4 separate regions of the Mus musculus genome follow, and all the other regions are linked to region 4. A link is a contact called in public Hi-C, HiChIP or PLAC-seq and promoter capture Hi-C data. All regions are on one chromosome and are shown on one strand. The core of a region is the stretch at or near the end of the contact, and the rest is flanking DNA. Distances in the headings are between cores, read along the strand shown.

Region 1 (2,700 bases), core at 88-2,587, 170 kb after region 4:
TTTTGAGACAGGGTTTCTCTGTATAGCCCTGGCTGTCCTGGAACTCACTTTGTAGACCAGGCTGGCCTCAAACTCAGAAATCTGCCTGCCTCTGCCTCCCAAGTGCTGGGATTAAAGGCATGCACCACCATGCCCGGCAGCTCTCAGGTTTTACCACCAACATTGTGGACATAATTCTGGCTCATCACTTTGGCCAGGTAAGCTCCTGTTCTTGTACAAAAAGCCTTCCTGTGCTTCAGGAAAGAAAGAGGCTCATTGCAATGCACGGATCCTGCAGAGAAAGAACATGGTCCTTGCAGTCAGAAGGGCACGTGGGCCTGCAAAGGCCAGTCCTCTGGGAGGGGCTTCTCTCAGCCTCACTGATCTTGGCACTCAGAGAGAGACAGAAAACAGCCACTCCCCACCTGTCCCCCGTGAGCAGAATGCCATCTGGGTATGTTTGACAACACCAGTGCCTCAGCAGACAGCTTTAGAGCCACCAGGAGGTTCAGGAAGGGCTTCACAGGAATCAACATTTCAGAGGAGACAAGCCAAGAGCAGTGAGGTGCTGCTATTGGGAAAGGAGCTTAGAGATGACCTCATCCAGCCAGGGGCTGAGGGACACTGGTGTCCAGCAGGACGGCTGCTGTCCTGGGATGGACAGCTGTTGGTGGGGGATTTGCCTCCAGTCCTGATTTCTAAGGGAAAGTGAGTGATGTAGACACTGAGCTGTGAGGGGCAGTTACAGGGAGGCGCGGAGGCTGCTCAGTTAGTCTGCTGGCCAAGCCAGCTCAGTCAGTCCACAGGGTCTCAAGGGCAGGAGTGAGGATTGAAAAGAAAAAGACATTAGTCAAACATTACAACCCAACTCCAGCCAGTTCTGAGGCTGAAGCTCCTTCCATTTTTCCCAGCCAGCATTTATACCACTCCAGGTTCTAGCAAAGAACAGGGTCAGTTCTTAGATCCCAGACAATGTGATTAAACAAGGCAAGGAACAAAGAGATCACACCTGGTAGCAATCAAACAAAGCAATAAACAAAGTCCCCAAGTCTCTGGGTCTGGGGGCTTATCAGGATTACCAAGACAAAAGGGAAGTCACACCTTCCTTGGCTGTGTTCCCCTTGAGCCTTGCAGTAGCCCAAATGTGAATATGCTTGTCTGAGCCTACTTCCTTGAGCCCAGTGACAAGTACTTGCCAAATTTCTATAAGTGGTACCAAAAGCTCTCCACAGTCTGCATCCTTAATTCTAAATATGCCTAAAGGAGAATGGAAGGTCGGATGGAGCAGGCTGTCACCACCTACTGATGATGTGCGTGCTAAGTAGTTTGAAAGCTGCTTTCCGCTGCTGGAGTGATGGTTTAACAGTTAAGAGCACTGACTGTTCCTTCCCGAGGTCCCAGTTCAATGCCTAGTCCCATATCCTGTTTGTAATCTCCATTCCTAGAGGATTTTCACCCCCTTCTGGCTTCTGCTTGCACTGCAGGCATCTGGTGCATAGACAGACATGTGGGCAGAAACATTCACATAGGAAAGAAGAATTTTCTTATGTCTTTAAAGATGTATTTACTTTTACGTGCATTGACAGTTTGCCCGCATGTGTGTCTGTGTAAGCATGCCAGACCACCTGCATCTGGAGTTACAGACAGTTGTAAGCTGCCATGTGGATGCTAGGAATCAAACCAGGGTCCTGTGGAAAAGCAGCCAGTGGTCTTAACTGCTGAGCCATCTCTCCAGCCCCCCAAATAAGAACTTTCAATAAAATTAAAAGAATTACTGGGTGTGGTGGCATACAACTTTAATCCTAGCACTTGGAAAGCAGAGGCAGGTGGATATCTGTGAGTTCCAGGATGCAGAGCCTGGCCTACAAATTGAGTTCCAGGATAGCCAGGGCTACATAGAGACCCTGTCTTTGAGACCTTTTGTCTCAAAAGAACAAAACAAACAAAAACTATTGCTTCAGATATCCAAACTTAGTTATTTTTCCCAGGTTTGATAGCCCAATACAGTAGGGAAACCGAGGACCAAATTTAATGTTATCCATATTGTAAATTGAGTTGAAAATTGTTTTTTTTTTCATTTTAGCTTTAGTTCTTTGAGACTTTCATACATGAGCACACATGTATTCATATAATTTCTACCCCTCTTTCTCCCTGGAGTTGACATTTGAAGCCCAGCTCAACTCCAAACTCCAAACCCTAGACCATATCCTCCCTCTCTCTCTCTCTCTGTTCATGTATGCATGTGTGTGTGTTATGAATGTATGTGTTTGCATGCATGTGGTACCTATGTACATGTGTGCACATATGTGTGAAGGCTAGAGGTCAACATTAGGGTCTTCCTTCTGTCTTTCTAACTAAGCCTCCTTCCCACAGGTTGGTTTCCAGCTGAAGACGTCACCTACTTGTCACCGGGGCTCCATCACCTACTTGTCACCGGGGCTCCTGGCCAAAATGTTTGGCTCTGGACCTGAACATTTGCCCACATCCAAAAAAAACAACTTTGTGTGTGTGTGGCATATGGGTCCTCATATGGAGAAATTAGTTTGTCTTTTAGTTTTGATCAAAACAGGGGAAAGAGAAATCCTCAGACCGTGTCCATGGTGCCACAGAGGCATCAGGACCTGGAGAGAAGCAAGAGAACCCATCATGTGTGCAAATGTGGACTCACCCATGTGCCTGTCACTGGGACTGGGGGTAGCCTTCTCCTGGTGCCTAGCAGGT
Region 2 (2,700 bases), core at 51-2,550, 140 kb after region 4:
CAAGATGAGTTGAGCTGAAATTTGTTTCTGAAAATAGACTGTCTCCAGATTTACACAGATTGCCGCGTTTATTAGACTGTGAGATGCATCGTTTTGAAATGGGAAGAATTGGGAGAGAAATGTTCAAAATGTGAGAACATTCTGTAAATATAGCTTTTCCTCCCACTCCCTGAAATAAAGATGGCTAAAACTGGAAGGAACCTTATTTTTTGTGTCTTGGATGTCTTGGGCAGGGTGGTAAGTTGATCTCTACCCACCATCAACCCAGTGTAAATGCAAAACTAGGGGCAGGGAGGAGGCAGCAGAGGCCACCGTCCCAGACTGCACGTTTCAGAGCACTACCTAACATGTTCCCTCACACGGTCCTTCAACCCTCCTTTTCCCTCTCCACCCCCTTCTCTCTCTCCTTTTTAGCTTTCTTTTTATCTTTTTCTTTTTGAGATTAGGTCTCCCAAGGTCACTAGGGTTAATCTCCAAGTCCAGTGCTGAAGTAAACTAAACCTTCTACCCCGGCCTTCTGAATTCATGGGTCTGTAGGTGTAACTATAAAATACCCTGCTACAATGCCCCTATTTCAAAGTATGCCATACTACCTTAGAATGGAAATTTAACCTTTTTCAGACTTCCTATGTTTCTTTGAAAATACTGTGTCACACAAATATATCACACTAAATTTGTAGGGTTTGTCTGGTTTGAAAAAATGGTCTCTCTCTGTAGCATATGCTGACCAGTAACTTCCTATACATCCCGTCTAACTTCAAACTATGGTCCTCCTCCCTTAACCTCTCTCATCCTAGTAACTGGGATTACAGTTGTTTGCCACCATGCCCTGTGACCTCTTGTTTTATTGAGGAATAATGTTTGGACAGAAAAGAACACCTTCCTTTAGTGGACAGCCTGTGAAATACTCACACTTGCTAACTCTATTAACACCATTTTGGGTTTTTTTGGGTTTTGGTGGTGGTGGTGGTGGTTTTTCGAGACAGGGTTTCTCTGTATAGCCCTGGCTGTCCTGGAACTCACTTTGTAGACCAGAGAAATTCGCCTGCCCCTGCCTCCTGAGTGCTCAGATTAAAGGCATGTGCCACCACGCCCAGCTTAACACCATTTTTTATCTTTTAGCTCTCAGGTTTTACCACCAACATTGTGGACATAATTCTGGCTCATCACTTTGGCCAGGTAAGCTCCTGTTCTTGTACAAAAAGCCTTCCTGTGCTTCAGGAGAGAAAGAGGCTCATTGCAATGCACGGATCCTGCAAAGAGCATGGTCCTTGCAGTCAGAAGGGCACGTGGGCCTGCAAAGGCTAGCCCTGCAGGAGGGGCTTCTCTTAGCCTCACGGATCTTGGCACTCAGAGAGAGACAGAAAACAGCCTCTCCCCACCTGTCCCCCGTGAGCAGAATGCCATCTGGGTATGTTTGACAACACCAGTGCCTCAGCAGACAGCTTTAGAGCCACCAGGAGGTTCAGGAAGGGCTTCACAGGAATCAACATTTCAGAGGAGACAAGCCAAGAGCGCTGAGCTGCTATTGGGAAAGGAGCTTAGAGATGACCTCATCCAGCCAGGGACTGAGGGACACTGGTGTCCAGCAGGACGGCTGCTGTCCTGGGATGGACAGCTGTTGGTGGGGGATTTGCCTCCAGTCCTGATTTCTAAGGGAAAGTGAGTGATGGAGACACTGCTCGATGAGGTGTGGAGCTGTGAGGGGCTGGGGTGTGGAGGGGCAGTTACAGGGAGGCGTGGAGGCTGCTCAGTTAGTTTGCATCCTTAATTCTAAATACCCCTAAAGGAGAATGGAAGGTCGAGATACAGCAGGCTGTCACCACCTACTGGCTATGTGCCTGCTGAGTAGTTTTTATTTTATCTGGTGTAGGTGGTATAAGCCTGGATCTTCTGAAAGAAGAGCCAGTGCTCTTAACCGCTTAGCAATCTCTCCAGCACCTTGGCTTAATTTTGAGAGAGGGAAACCAAAGGCCTGAAACACAGCATAATATACCACCATTGTCCACATGAAAGTGATGGAGCTGACATTTGAATCAGGGTCTAGTTCCAAAGTTATAGTCTTCCTGTTATTATTTTCTCTTTTTTTTTCATTTTATTTTTTTACTAATATTATACATTTAGGAAGAAGAGCTTATTCAGGCTTATTATAGAAAATCTATGAAACATCCATTTCCTGTTTCTCATAGGCAATCACTCTAGGTCTTCTGATTCCCTGCTCTCTTGCTTTTGACAATGTCTGTCCCCAGGATTGGCATCAAACTTGGATGCTCTTCCTTTAGCTTTCCAAGTGCTGGGATTTTAATCTGGTTCTTCGTGGGTAACCTCCGTCCATATTGTATTCTTGACAAAGGGGGCATAACTCACATACACTATGATGCACATACTGTAAGTGCGTGCCTCTGACCTTTGTCCTATAGATTCTCTTATATATCTACATATATTACTGTATAAAATGTCTCCATACAAAGAGAACAAAGAGGTTCTCTTCTTCCTATTCATTAATCCCCCGAAACACACTCACTGTTCCATTACCTCTCTTCTTTACTTTTGCCTAATTTTTAATTTAAAATAGGTAAAATCATAGGATATACTGCCTGGACCTGGCATTTTTCGCTCCATATAACTATCTTTGGTATATCCATCTACCAGTTGGTGCCCTGGTTCGACACAGAATATGGAACTGAACTCTGATGGGGC
Region 3 (2,829 bases), core at 320-2,819, 240 kb after region 4:
CAACTCCTGCACCCGCCCACCCACGAACTCCAAGTGACCTGCCCACCCACGATCTCTCCGACCCAGGAGCACGCACGTCACCACACCGGCCATCCATCAGTTTTTTATACAACTGGGTTATTGGAGGCACCCCTTGGACACTGCACCCCATCAATCTCCTACACACTCCCACAACACCATCTGCAGCCACTCCCACAGGAACTTTCTGACAACTCGCCCAGCTCCAGATACAATCCCCCGGGCCGCACACTGAGGCTGGAGTTCCCAGCAGTTCACACAAAGCGCGCAGCCTCCCCCGCGGCCCAGACGCAACGGAGCACATGGCTCATGGGGCGCCGACGAATCCGCCGGCGCTCAAGGCACCCTCACTCAACTGTCCCCCACCAGAGTCACGGTGCGAGCAACAGCTCCCCTGTCGGTCCGCCACCCGGCGCTTGGGGGTTGGGGGGGGGGGACGACTTTGCAAGGAAAAAAAAAAAACTCACGTGTCCATTTTGGGACAGGAAAAAGTTTAGTTCCCAGCCCGTTCCCTGGTACTCCGCGCAGGGTGACTCTTGGGGCGCGGGGCCGCCGGAGCGTGCGCGCTCGGCTTTGTGCTCCGAACTCGGCCCGGAGGGGGAGGGGAAAAGAGGGGGCTGGGCTCCAACCTCCGCGCCGCCCCCCCCCCCCAACTCTGCGCCTGGACTCCATGTTGGCCGCCCCCCCTACATCGGGGACGCGCACAGCCCCCGCAAGACGCTCGGCTGCCCTTCGCCTGGTCCCGGGGTCCCGGCGCGCACAAACTTTCTCCGCGTCGCCAGCCCCACGCGCCCCACAGCCTTGGCCCGCCTGGGAGTGACAGATGCCTCGGAGACAGACTTTCCTTTGTTCCAAAGGAAAGGGGAACTCGCGCGGGCTCCCAAGCCCTCTCCGTCGGAGCCCCGCCCGCGGCCCCCACCTCCAGCTGTCACTCGGCGGCCCCCGGTCCCGCTCTGTCGCCGTGCGGGAGGGGGGGGGGCTGCCGGCGGTTAGCAACGTGCACTTTTGAAACCAAACAAACCCGCTCCCCGCGCGCTCACCCCGCTGCAGGGCACCGGCTGCCCTCTCCCAGAGGAGCTTTGGGAGCTTTGGGAGCCGAGCCCTCCCTCAAGGACCCCGAACAGCGCCCCCCCCGCCAACCCCGGCATTCCGCGCCAGCGTTCCGCGGTCCCGACTCACACACACCCCCGGGGCTCACACACCCACTGTCGCACGCGCCGGGACGACGCCCCCTCCCCCGCCCCGTCGCCCCAAGAAACTTTCCAAGTTGTCCGCGCGCCTCCTCCCGCGTCTCCAGCCCCTCGGCGCCCCGCACTCACCTTCCCTGGCGGCTTTCCGGCCCACGCGGCCTCGGTGGGGTGTGGGACCACCCGGCCGGGGCGGGGGGCACCGGGGGAACGCGCCGCGTACCTGCCGGGTCTGACACCCGCCTGACAGCTCGCGGCTGGAAAGCACCTCGCGACCTGACGTCAGATCCCCTCTCCTCCCATCCCGCCTGCCGCACCCTCCCCCACCGCCCCGAGGCAGAAACAAACTTTGTGCAGAGCGTGGCCAGCTACGCCCACCCTCGGGGGCGGGCCCGCAGAGCCAGGGGGCTTCGCCCCGCCCACGCGTCGGAGGGGGCGGGCCCGCGGCACCTCCTTCCTGCGCCCACCCACCTTAGGAATGCCGCATGGCCGGGGCCCGGGGCGGAGCGGTGGGACCAGGGCTCCCGGAGTCAGCTCCAGGGCAGGAAGTGGCCCGCTCCTCCTTTCAGAGAGTGTTTCCGGAGCGCCTACTGTGTGCTCCTCCATGGGGGTGGGGGCACTACCAGGCACAAAGGGTGCCAGTCCCCGTACCTTTGTAAGTTCGCCTCCTCCTCTGGGAGCTTGCCCTTGTGGGGATGGGGAAACTGAGGCTCAGTCGGCTCAGAGTAACTCCCAGGTGCTAAAGGACCAGTTGTTTTGTCCGCTCATAAGGCAAACGGCGCGGCGAAGACCACTTGGGATAAAACCCCAAGCCTAGCGCAGATGGTCGGCCAGGGGTGAGTACAGGCTGCACCCCAGGAGCGTGAGTGAGGCAGGCACCGTGTCGCAATTTGGAGGTGGCCGCATTTACTCGCTGGTCCCTGCCTTACCACGTGTGCCAGTGTCCTTTGGCCAGGTGGGTCTGATGATAGAGCCGAGCCTTTCCCTTGGTGGCTAACCCCAGTTGGAGAGGGTGAGGCTAGGCGCTTCCAGCGGTCCAGGCTAGGGTCATTTTACCTCAAGTTTTCCTTGCGTCCAAGTTCCCTGACTGTTTGTCTGTCTCTTGCTATCTGCATAAGTGTGGCATAGCCTAACTCCAGCTAACAGGCCTTTTCTGGGTTTGTGATCATATAGGCCCAGAAACCTGAGACCCACGTGCCAGAACCAACAGCATCCGAACAGTCTTCCCTGATTGTTATTTTTTTTAATGCTGTTATCTTCTAATCATTTTACTGTTGAGTTTGGGTCTTGGGTCAGACTTAAGAGTGGCGCACCTGCTGCAGCTAAGTGACAGAGACAACAGCTGTCATTGCTGCAGCAGACTCAAGCTTTTGTTTTTCGTTGTACTGTAGTCACAAAAACTTTGGCAACCAAAGTTAAGTTTTCCTACCAGAAGGCCCTAAGCCAGTCAGGATGCCGATTAAAAGCATCTTAAGGTGGGTTTCATAGAAGCCGGACTTGCCTGGAAATCCTTGAAACCAAGATGGCCATCCAAAATCAAAAACATTGCCCAGAACCCTCTTTTTTACTGATGGTGACACCAAGTCTCAGAGAGTTGGTCACAAGCAATTTCTTAGCCAAGTCA
Region 4 (2,700 bases), core at 169-2,668:
TTCAATGAGCCCCTTAAGAGCAGGGACAATCACGATAATGAACTTGTAATGGACCCATTAGAGCAGGCTAGGACTGGACTCCGCGGCTTGGGTGTAGGAGGACTCCCCAGGGTCCTCAGGGTTCCCAGGTGCTAGGCAGACCTGCTTGTACTTCGAGGTGGATGGTGGGTCAATAAAAGAAAAAGGAGTAGACCTTGAACTAGTTGGCCATGATGTAGGTCAGGTTAGGAGAAAGGGGAGGAGCCAAAGTAAAGATGAGGGAAGAAGAGGAGGACGAGGAACCCATGGAAAAGAAGGGGGAAAAGAGAAGGGGAGAGAAAGACCGAGAAGGGTCTAAAGGAAGAAAAAGAGGCTGCATAGTGTGTGTGTGTGTGTGTGTGTGTGTGTGTGTGTGTACGAGCTACCTTCTGGGTGGCAAGAGACTGGGCAGCTACCATGCTGATGAGTGCCTTCCCAGGGCCAAAGAACTTACTATGGTTTAGGCACAGTGTGGAGAGGGCAGAGGTGAGGAAGGTGTAAGGGATTCTGAGAAATTAACTCTGATAGCCTGAATAGCTCAAGAGGAAAGAAACCATGCCCACCAATACTGGGGCCTTGGAGTCTGTGGTGGAGTCAATCTGACCCTGTTGGTATTCAGGGTCACAGTCCCATGCCAGCCCCTAACCGGCCTAGAACCTGCCCCCTAAGCACCTAACGGTCTGGCATCCTCAAGGCACAGCCTGAAGTTAATCGCAAAGACCATGAAATTGGGGTCGGGGAGACAAGACTATGCCCGGGTTCATAGGCAACTAGGGTGTGCAAGATCCAAGATGCACGCGGAACGCCACGGTTCCAATGGCAGCGGACAGATAGACGAGGCAAAAGGAGTCCAGCATACTCTGTAGGATCCATCCTGCTTCCTTCTCAGACCAAGAACCGACCGCGTGCCAGGTCGTGTTCAGTTTAAGGTTCTATAGGATGGGGTCGTTTGTCATGCCCAGTTAAAGGGGGCGGAGTTCGCGCAGGCTCAGCACCCACAAGGGGCGCGCGGCGCGGTGCTGGGTGTGCATGGATGCTGGCTCCGGCCCTTTGAGGTCCGCGGGGCCTCTGCCAGGGAATAGTCTCTCCTGTCGTCCACGAGGCCCCTACGGCGACGCCGGGCTTCCAGGCTCCTCGGCCGGGTGTGATCCCCCAGCCCGCAGAGGAGCGGCCGGCGGCCCGGAGCGGCGGGAGCGAGCCGAGGCCGCGGCTGCCCGGGCCCGCCTGACCCTCGAGGGGGTCGCTGTTGCCTCGCGGATCCCTCCCTCGCTCCCCGCTCGCGTCCCTCCCCGCTGCTCCCGCCGCGTCCGCCTTTTGTTCGCCGAGCCGCGCGCCCCCGAGCCGAGGCGGCGGGGCGGGGAGCTGGCGGGGCTGCGTGGGGGGCGGGCCGCGCCGGGCGGAGCCGGGGCCCTGGCCTCAGCCGGACTGGGAGTCCGAGGCGGCGATCGCCGAGCAGGCTGCAGTCGGGGTCCGGGCGCACTCCGGGGGCGCGGCGAGGCGGAGGGGGCGGGCACCGGGCGGAGCCGGAGTCGGAGTCGCGGCGCCTGGAGGAGATCGGGCCGCGCGCTGAGAGCACCGAGTGGCGGAGAGGCCGCGCGGCGCGGGGCAGGGCCCGAGCGCAGCCCCCGGACGCAGGAGACCGGAGCGCAGTCGCGGCCTGAGCGGCGGGAGCGCATCCGAGACCCGCCGCAGGGACACCCAAGCCGGCCACTCCCGGGCCATGCGCGCCGCTCGCTGAGACCCGGGGAGGCCGCGATGGAGACGCCAGCGGGAGAGTCATCGGCGCGGGGCTACGGCCCCCCGCCTGCGCCCGCGCCCGCCGCGGAGAGGAAGAAAAGCCACCGCGCGCCATCACCAGCCCGGCCCAAGGACGTGGCCGGCTGGTCTCTGGCCAAAGGCCGCCGCGGCACAGGCCCGGGCTCCGCTACAGCCTGTGGCACCGCGTCCTCGGCGAGGCCCGACAAGAAGGGGCGCGCGGTGGCTCCTGGTACCCGAGGCACGGGGCCTCGGGTGGCCGGGGTGCGCACGGGGGTCCGCGCCAAGGGTCGCCCTCGTCCCGGTACCGGGCCCCGCCCGCCGCCGCCGCCGCCCAGCCTCACGGACAGTAGCTCCGAGGTGTCGGACTGCGCGTCGGAGGAGGCGCGCCAGTTGGGCCTGGAGCTGGCGCTGAGCAGCGACGCCGAGTCTGCGGCGGGCGGCCCGGCGGGGACCCGCACCGGGCAGCCGCCCCAGCCAGCGCAGTCGGGGCAGCAGCCTCCGCGGCCTCCCGCCTCCCCGGATGAGCCGTCGGTGGCCGCATCGTCGGTGGGCAGCAGCCGCTTGCCACTCAGCGCCTCGCTAGCCTTCTCCGACCTCACCGAGGAGATGCTGGACTGTGGGCCCGGAGGCTTGGTGCGGGAGCTGGAAGAGCTGCGTTCCGAGAACGACTATCTCAAGGTGGGGACCTGGGGGGGATGGGGGAGGCGCAGGGGCGGGAGAGGACTGGTCATCCGGGCTCAAGAGTCCAGGGCGCTGACCAAGCAGGGAGAGTGCCCCACCTTCTCTTCCCACTTTTCCGGTGAGGAGGATTATGGATAAGACACCGAGTAAAGGACCCCAATGTGCACTTTCCCACCCGCGGTAAAACTGTTTTAGAGGACACGTTCTGATGGGTGAGTGGGGATAGTCAGCCAAGGCTGACCT

The links. Promoter capture Hi-C pulls out the DNA fragments that hold promoters and counts their contacts. A called contact is a pair of places that touch in the nucleus more often than the background predicts. HiChIP or PLAC-seq counts read pairs in DNA pulled down with a chosen protein or histone mark.
Region 1: a contact with region 4 is called in an H3K27ac HiChIP or PLAC-seq map of epiblast stem cells. The contact joins the enhancer-like site here to the promoter of Soga1 in region 4. A contact is called at or near these places in 13 of 39 promoter capture datasets (the 3T3-L1 cell line, the C10 cell line, the HPC-7 cell line and 8 more), 2 of 15 datasets of contacts at CTCF or cohesin (the NIH/3T3 cell line and large pre-B cells), 16 of 484 Hi-C or Micro-C datasets (3T3-L1-derived adipocytes, the Ba/F3 cell line, the C2C12 cell line and 10 more), 23 of 115 datasets of contacts at active chromatin or transcription factors (acute myeloid leukemia, bone marrow-derived dendritic cells, bone marrow-derived macrophages and 16 more) and 3 of 9 other capture datasets (adipose tissue, liver and macrophages).
Region 2: a Hi-C map of cerebellum shows a contact between it and region 4, with 3 times the contacts expected there. The contact joins the enhancer-like site here to the promoter of Soga1 in region 4. A contact is called at or near these places in 4 of 39 promoter capture datasets (the C10 cell line, embryonic stem cells, hematopoietic stem and progenitor cells and 1 more), 1 of 484 Hi-C or Micro-C datasets (cerebellum), 5 of 115 datasets of contacts at active chromatin or transcription factors (the NIH/3T3 cell line, embryonic forebrain, embryonic stem cells and 1 more) and 3 of 9 other capture datasets (adipose tissue, liver and pancreatic islet).
Region 3: a contact with region 4 is called in a promoter capture Hi-C map of 3T3-L1-derived adipocytes, with 4 times the contacts expected there. The contact joins the promoter of Tgif2 here to the promoter of Soga1 in region 4. A contact is called at or near these places in 26 of 39 promoter capture datasets (the 3T3-L1 cell line, 3T3-L1-derived adipocytes, the C10 cell line and 16 more), 4 of 484 Hi-C or Micro-C datasets (cardiomyocytes, embryonic stem cells, granulocyte-monocyte progenitors and 1 more), 28 of 115 datasets of contacts at active chromatin or transcription factors (the NIH/3T3 cell line, bone marrow-derived macrophages, cardiomyocytes and 20 more) and 6 of 9 other capture datasets (adipose tissue, bone marrow-derived macrophages, embryonic stem cells and 3 more).

Annotation. Positions count from the first base shown.
Region 1 is chr2:156,903,893-156,906,592 of GRCm38.p6, reverse strand. No RefSeq gene overlaps it. Among named protein-coding and RNA genes, the nearest start is that of Sla2, 18 kb to the right of the region's middle. Within about 2 kb of position 1,337, at least 19 of the 459 cell types and tissues checked have an H3K27ac peak or open chromatin away from gene starts, as enhancers often do. A contact at or near this core is called in cerebellum and epiblast stem cells, where this site is marked.
Region 2 is chr2:156,938,836-156,941,535 of GRCm38.p6, reverse strand. It overlaps Ndrg3 (N-myc downstream regulated gene 3), which reads left to right. Exons shown (of 16, transcript NM_013865.2): 9 at 1,123-1,179. Among named protein-coding and RNA genes, the nearest start is that of Ndrg3, 52 kb to the left of the region's middle. Within about 2 kb of position 1,300, at least 12 of the 459 cell types and tissues checked have an H3K27ac peak or open chromatin away from gene starts, as enhancers often do. A contact at or near this core is called in cerebellum, where this site is marked.
Region 3 is chr2:156,838,747-156,841,575 of GRCm38.p6, reverse strand. It overlaps Tgif2 (TGFB-induced factor homeobox 2), which reads right to left and starts at 1,569. Exons shown (of 3, transcript NM_173396.3): 1 at 1,338-1,569. LOC115486128 reads left to right here and starts at 328. Exons shown (of 5, transcript XM_030252280.1): 1 at 328-394; 2 at 577-1,860. The coding sequence starts at 328.
Region 4 is chr2:157,077,983-157,080,682 of GRCm38.p6, reverse strand. It overlaps Soga1 (suppressor of glucose, autophagy associated 1), which reads left to right and starts at 1,418. Exons shown (of 15, transcript NM_001164663.1): 1 at 1,418-2,454. The coding sequence starts at 1,774. It also overlaps a transcript of Tldc2 not described here.